2 separate regions of the Mus musculus genome follow, and region 1 is linked to region 2. A link is a contact called in public Hi-C data. All regions are on one chromosome and are shown on one strand. Each heading gives the region's core, a stretch centred on a gene start, on an enhancer-like site or on the middle of the called end of the contact. The rest is flanking DNA. Distances are from core to core; before and after follow the strand shown.

What was found. A called contact is a pair of places that touch in the nucleus more often than the background predicts.
Region 1: a Hi-C map of olfactory sensory neurons shows a contact between it and region 2, with 1.6 times the contacts expected there. The contact joins two enhancer-like sites. A contact is called at or near these places in 11 of 484 Hi-C or Micro-C datasets (8-cell embryo, the HL-1 cell line, Sertoli cells and 8 more) and 3 of 115 datasets of contacts at active chromatin or transcription factors (T-cell acute lymphoblastic leukemia, astrocytes and double positive thymocytes).

Annotation. Positions count from the first base shown.
Region 1 is chr11:88,488,713-88,491,412 of GRCm38.p6, reverse strand. The region is part of intron 6 of Msi2 (musashi RNA-binding protein 2); the gene reads left to right. Among named protein-coding and RNA genes, the nearest start is that of 0610039H22Rik, 130 kb to the left of the region's middle. Within about 2 kb of position 1,267, at least 15 of the 459 cell types and tissues checked have an H3K27ac peak or open chromatin away from gene starts, as enhancers often do. A contact at or near this core is called in olfactory sensory neurons, where this site is marked.
Region 2 is chr11:88,430,796-88,433,647 of GRCm38.p6, reverse strand. The region is part of intron 7 of Msi2 (musashi RNA-binding protein 2); the gene reads left to right. It also overlaps the pseudogene Gm11510. Among named protein-coding and RNA genes, the nearest start is that of Mir378b, 79 kb to the right of the region's middle. Within about 2 kb of position 1,552, at least 10 of the 459 cell types and tissues checked have an H3K27ac peak or open chromatin away from gene starts, as enhancers often do. A contact at or near this core is called in olfactory sensory neurons, where this site is marked.

The sequences.
Region 1 (2,700 bases), core at 18-2,517, 58 kb before region 2:
CACCAGAAACCACCTGGTTTCTTAATAGACACCAAGCTCACCCCTAATGCAGATCTGAGCTATGCTCCATTGCATTAATTTTGTCATTCTGTTATAGAAATAGAACCATCCAACCTTGGATATTTTTTTTCTCATCAGCATAGTTTTCTCCAAGGGAATCCATGAAAGCTAGGGCGTTTGGTGGCTCATGTGTTTCTTTTTATATGGAGGAGCATTCCACTGTAGAATGTGCCACCAGTGTCACCCACCTTGCCCCACCCCCACTCCCTCAGAGCTTCTGAAACACAGTGTATTTACATCACAGTGTATTTACTTAGAGAATAGTTCACAAAGCCAGGTGAGCTTGCATAGTTAAATGCCACTCATCCATACTGACTTCTCTAGATTGGACTGTGGTGGTAATCAATACAAAATCTCTTAGTCCACGACACATCTCTAACCCTAAAAGATAGTTGTGAACGTCCGTGGGTGCTGGTACTAGAATGCGTAATTTTAGTAATAGGCCCCTGGCCAAATGCTTTTTTGGATGCTACGTCAATAATGTCTACTTCTCGATGCAGAGGAGAAGAGGAACAATGATCATTGTTCTCTTTTGTCCTGCAGAGCCTTCCCCCAAAAATGCACAGGTCGGGGTGGTGGAGAAAGATTTGAACTCCAGACCTATAAGGCCATGTTAGGTTCCTGTCACTATTAGCCACAAAATCACTGAGCACTGGTTTGTTCCTCTGGAAAGTGAGGAGTGACCTGGAGTCCTCTCTTCTTGTTCCTGTCTGCCTTAGAGAAGTTGTGACCTTCTCTGAACAGGAAGTCACTTTACCAAGTGATTGGACCCTTAGTTAGTCTTAGCTACGTTTGAACTTTGTTCTCAGCAACATTGTGGTAGCCATTATTTGAAGATGTTTGGGGAATTTTAAAGTGATGATGTAGAATGTCTTTAAAGATAGACATTCAGCACTGCCTTCATTTTGCTTATTTTAGACAAGGGGACAGCATTAGAACTGAGTAAACCATGGGATTGTTGACCCGGGACTCCGAGGTGACTTTGGGGCTAGATGCCAGGGTGATTGGCTGTTAGGTAGCCCAAGGGACAGGAAGCTAGAGCCAAGTTCCATTAAGACCCATAGAGGATTTGGGGATGAGCAGTCGCTCAGGTACCTGGAGCCACACAGTTCACAGAATTCTGCCTCCTGCCAAAAACTGGGCTGCAGCGCAGAGGAAGTTTCTATTTTGGGCATTTAAGTGCTTCTACTGCTGAGGTCAGACCTAGCAGCTCATCCCGGGAGGAGGGGAGAAGTGCTCTGACTCTTGAGAGCAGGGAAGGATGCAGATGTTCCTAGGAGAGAGGATGATCACACTGGAGTGGAGTCCAACCCCTGGGTCACCTCTGTGACCCCTAAGACTATATAAAGTGATGAAGGTTCCTCCCATCTCTCAGGTATACACTCCTCCCAAGATCTAGCTGAATTTATCAGAATAGCAAGCTGGTAGAGTGTCAGGAGGCCCTCTTAGAGCCTCTGGCAATATTCTCCTTTGCTCCCTGTAATCAAGGCAAGTGCATGGCTGTTAAATTCTAATGCGGGAGCCTGCCTTCCATCCAGCCCACAGAAAGGAAGGCACTGAGAGATCCCGAGATCTCAGAGTCATCCTGGCCCCTAGTTCCTTCCATTTATGCTCCTCAGCTAACTTCGTATTGGGCAGACAGAGGAACCTCAATAAACACTGGTTTAGTGACGAATTTGGCCACCTTGGCTAAGCTGTCATCTCCCTGTTTCCTCATCTGCCTCTTCCTGTCCTGTGCAGACTAGTGGGAGGCTTCCGCGCATAGAAGTCCCTTTCCGATGCAGACAGGCCCTGGTCCCACCATCGAGCCGTGTAGCTTTCCTCCCTGTTCTGCAGGCAGAAAGAAGTGGCACATGGCCCGAGGGATTGGCACTGCAGATTGGAACCTGGACTTCTCCAGCCTGAGAAACGCCGCTCCTCCCCCCTTTTCCCTTCCCCAAGTGGATAGCTGCAGCCACGCTTGTCACCGGCTGAGATTGCATTGGCCACAGGAGATGTGGATGAGTTTTCCATTTGGTCCTGATGTTTATTTCATGCCCATCAATATCAGCCTGTATTAGGACAGATGAGGTTCTTATTTACAGGCTGTGCATTTTCACACTTGGTAATTATAAACCCTTCCCCTGTTCGGTCAGAGTCGTGCAGATCCATTTTGGCAATTAGCAGTTTAGTATTTGTTTAATGGGAATGCAAGAGTCTGTTACGGCACATCAACGCTCCCCTAATGACGGCCTCTCTCCTCTGGAGCTGGCAGGTTTGGGCCTTTTTCACGGTAGGTGAGGCCTGATAGGGAGAGGTTAGAGACAGAGAGGAAGGAACATTGAGTAGCCTGCCTGCCACTCCCCTCCTCCAGAGCCCACTTGCATGCATGCATGCATGCATGCATGCTCACATGTACACACACACACACACACACACACACACACACACACACACACACACACACTCAGCAACCAGCCCTAAAAGTGGGTACTGGATTACCAGAGCACAACAGCCGCCACTCGAAGGAACGTCACACGAGAGGCCGTTAGGCCAGATGCCATTTCCATGTGACAGCTGTCAGCCTGCTGGATCCAACTGCTTCGCCTCCGACAGCTCATGCCCAGCCTCTCTCCCATCACCTCCCTTCCTTTTCACCTC
Region 2 (2,852 bases), core at 303-2,802:
ATAGCAAAAATATTCCCAATCTTGTGATACAGGAGTCCCCACCTGCTGGAGGTGTTTCAGAGACAGAAAACATCTTTCTGCCATCTTGGCATCTGTGGAGGCCTGCTGGGAACAGGACTTCTAAAAGCAAATCTGTCTGGAAGGCTGTGGTTGGTGCAAGGCCATTTTTGCTGGCTACAAGCGAGGTCTCTGAAACCAAAAAGAGCACACGGCTCTTCTTAAAATTGGAGGCGTTTCAGCCGGGCATGGTGGCGCACGCCTTTAATCCCAGCACTCGGGAGGCAGAGGCAGGCAGATTTCTGAGTTCAAGGCCAGCCTGGTCTACAAAGTGAGCTCCAGGACAGCCAGGGCTATACAGAGAAACCCTGTCTCGAAAAAAACAAACAAACAAACAAACAAACAAAAATTGGAGGCGTTTATGCCCGAGATGAAACTGAGTACTACTTGGGCAAGAGATGTGCTTAAGTGTATAGAAAGCAAAAAAAACAAAAAACAATACAGTGGCTCCTGCAGGCAAACCAAACAAAACCAGAGCGATCTGGGGAAAAATACCTCGGGCCCACGGAAGCAGTGGTACAGTTGGCACCAAATTCCGAAGCAACCTTCCTGCAGAGGCCATTGGACACAGAATCCTTGTGATGCTGTACCCATCCCAGATTTAAACTAATGGAGAGTAAATAAATAAAAGTAGATTTGTGCTCTTGTTAAAAAAAAAAGAAAAGAAAAAAGACAGAAAATGAAAGAGAGAACACGTACCTAAGAGTCAGAGTGTGCCGGGCAGGGGTGGCAGACGCCTTTAATCCCAGCTTTTGGGAGGCAGAGGCAGGCGGATTTCTGAATTCGAGGCCAGCCTGGTCTACAGAGTGAGTTCCAGGACAGCCAGGGCTACACAGAGAAACCCTGTCTAGAAAAAAAAAAAAAAAAGAAAAGAAAGAAAGAAAAAAATAGTCAGAGTGTAAGCCCAGAAGGAGAGTTGGATTTTTCTTGTGAAAGAGTTAAAGCCTAAACTGCTCAGAATCACATCTGGACATAGGGTGAGCAGCCTTCGGCCCTCCTTCACCATCAGTGAGTCTGCATCCTTAGCACCAGCCTCATCTTGGTCCTGTGGGGCTTCTGTCCCCTGCAGGTGCCTGGATCCTCCAGGGCCTCTTGGTGGTTTCTTTTCTACCTTCAAAAAAAAAAAAAAAAAAAAAAAAAAACAGCCAAGTGTTGGGCAAAGTGAAGCCCTGGCTTTCCTTGTAGCATCTCTGCTCCCCTGTCCAGAAATCCCATTATCTGGGAGACTAATTGCACAACTCCAGTCTGTCTGCCACTGAACTGTGGGCTGCTGTTCTTACAGCCCCACTTGGGGTCCCCACATCCATCGTCGGGGTGGGGGTGTAGAGATGAATATCTATATATTAAAGCTTTGCAAATCTATAAATCTGAGTTGATTCGCTGCTGGTGACAGCCCTGAGTTCTTTCTCACCACGTTTGACATGACCTAATGGGTTTACAGTTGTTTGAGTGCTTCTCTGAAGCAAACGAAAGCGCTTAGTTAGGGGACGCGTGAAATGGCATTGTTTGTTCAGGGCACCTCCGCAAAGCCGGAGGATCATTGATGCGTTATCCTCTCCTCGCTCCCATCACTCCCAGCGCCAGGATGCCACCGAGGGAGCCTCTGAATTGGATGTGGCAGCCTGGCCTTTCTGTGGGAGAGCTGCCGAAAGGCCAGGATTGGGTGCCATCCTCAACTGTGTTCATTTTACCAGAAAGCTCGGGGCTGATTGGAGAACAGAAGGGATGCCCAGGGGAGGTGAGAGAGAGGGCCTCACCAAGGTAGAGGAGTAACGAAGATTTGCTTGTAGCAAGACAAGAGTCAAAACAAGATAGACCCCTAATGAGAGCTTTGGGCATATCGTGCTGTGAGTTTTCAGGGGCCAGCAGCGTGGGCTGCTGTGTTTAGTTGGCACCAGACCAAGTCCTCTTTTTAATATCAAGTTTCATAAGCATGGAACAATAACAACTCATTAGAAACCCTCTGGGAATGGTGGGTGGGTATGGCTGCCTCTTTCCCTTCCCTCCCTTTTCTCTCTCCCCCTCCTCCCATAAGCCCGCCTCTTCAGCTCAGGTATATCATCATTCCCTTTGTAAGTAGAGAATGGCAGGGGAGGGGCCGGTGTCTGGGAACCGCGCATGTTGTTAATCTGTTATTAGGCATAAGTCTTACCACCAGGCTGGGTACTCAGATGCCTCATTGTGTGCTCGGGATGGAATTATGCATCATGAATAAAAACTGCTGTCAACATGCATTGGTTTGAAAACATTAGACCATATGGTATGTGATTATCTGTATTGTCAAGTGCAATAAAGTGAATTTGGATATAATAAAGAATGTAATATTTTAGAAATTTGGTAATAAACTAAGGGAAGGATGACAGCTGAGGTTCCTTAAGGCCCCAGACACAAATAAATTGAAGTTACTGGCCTCTAAGGCCAGGCAGGCCGAATGGCCACACCGTGGCTTAGCTGCATGCTGTGATTTTTCAAGTCAGGGAAAGCTCTGTTGTCCCCTGACTGACAGCTCTCAGGACTGTGGAACCGACCGATTCCTGTGGAAGATGGGAGGTGGTGGTGGCTCCTGGTAGAAGGTCAGGCCTTGCTGTCACACCTGGCCCTTAGGTATACCCTGCAGCCTGCTGGTGGCGTTGGCAGCTTCTCCCTACTAGTCAAGGGCAGTGCCATGCCAGCCATCAAGACATCCTGAGACCCATCTCCCCCTCTCTAATCTTCTCAGTTTGGTTGGAGAGGAAGGTGTCTCAATCTTGAGAACTATAAGTCACTCCCTGGGGAAGGTAGCCATTTTCTGGAAC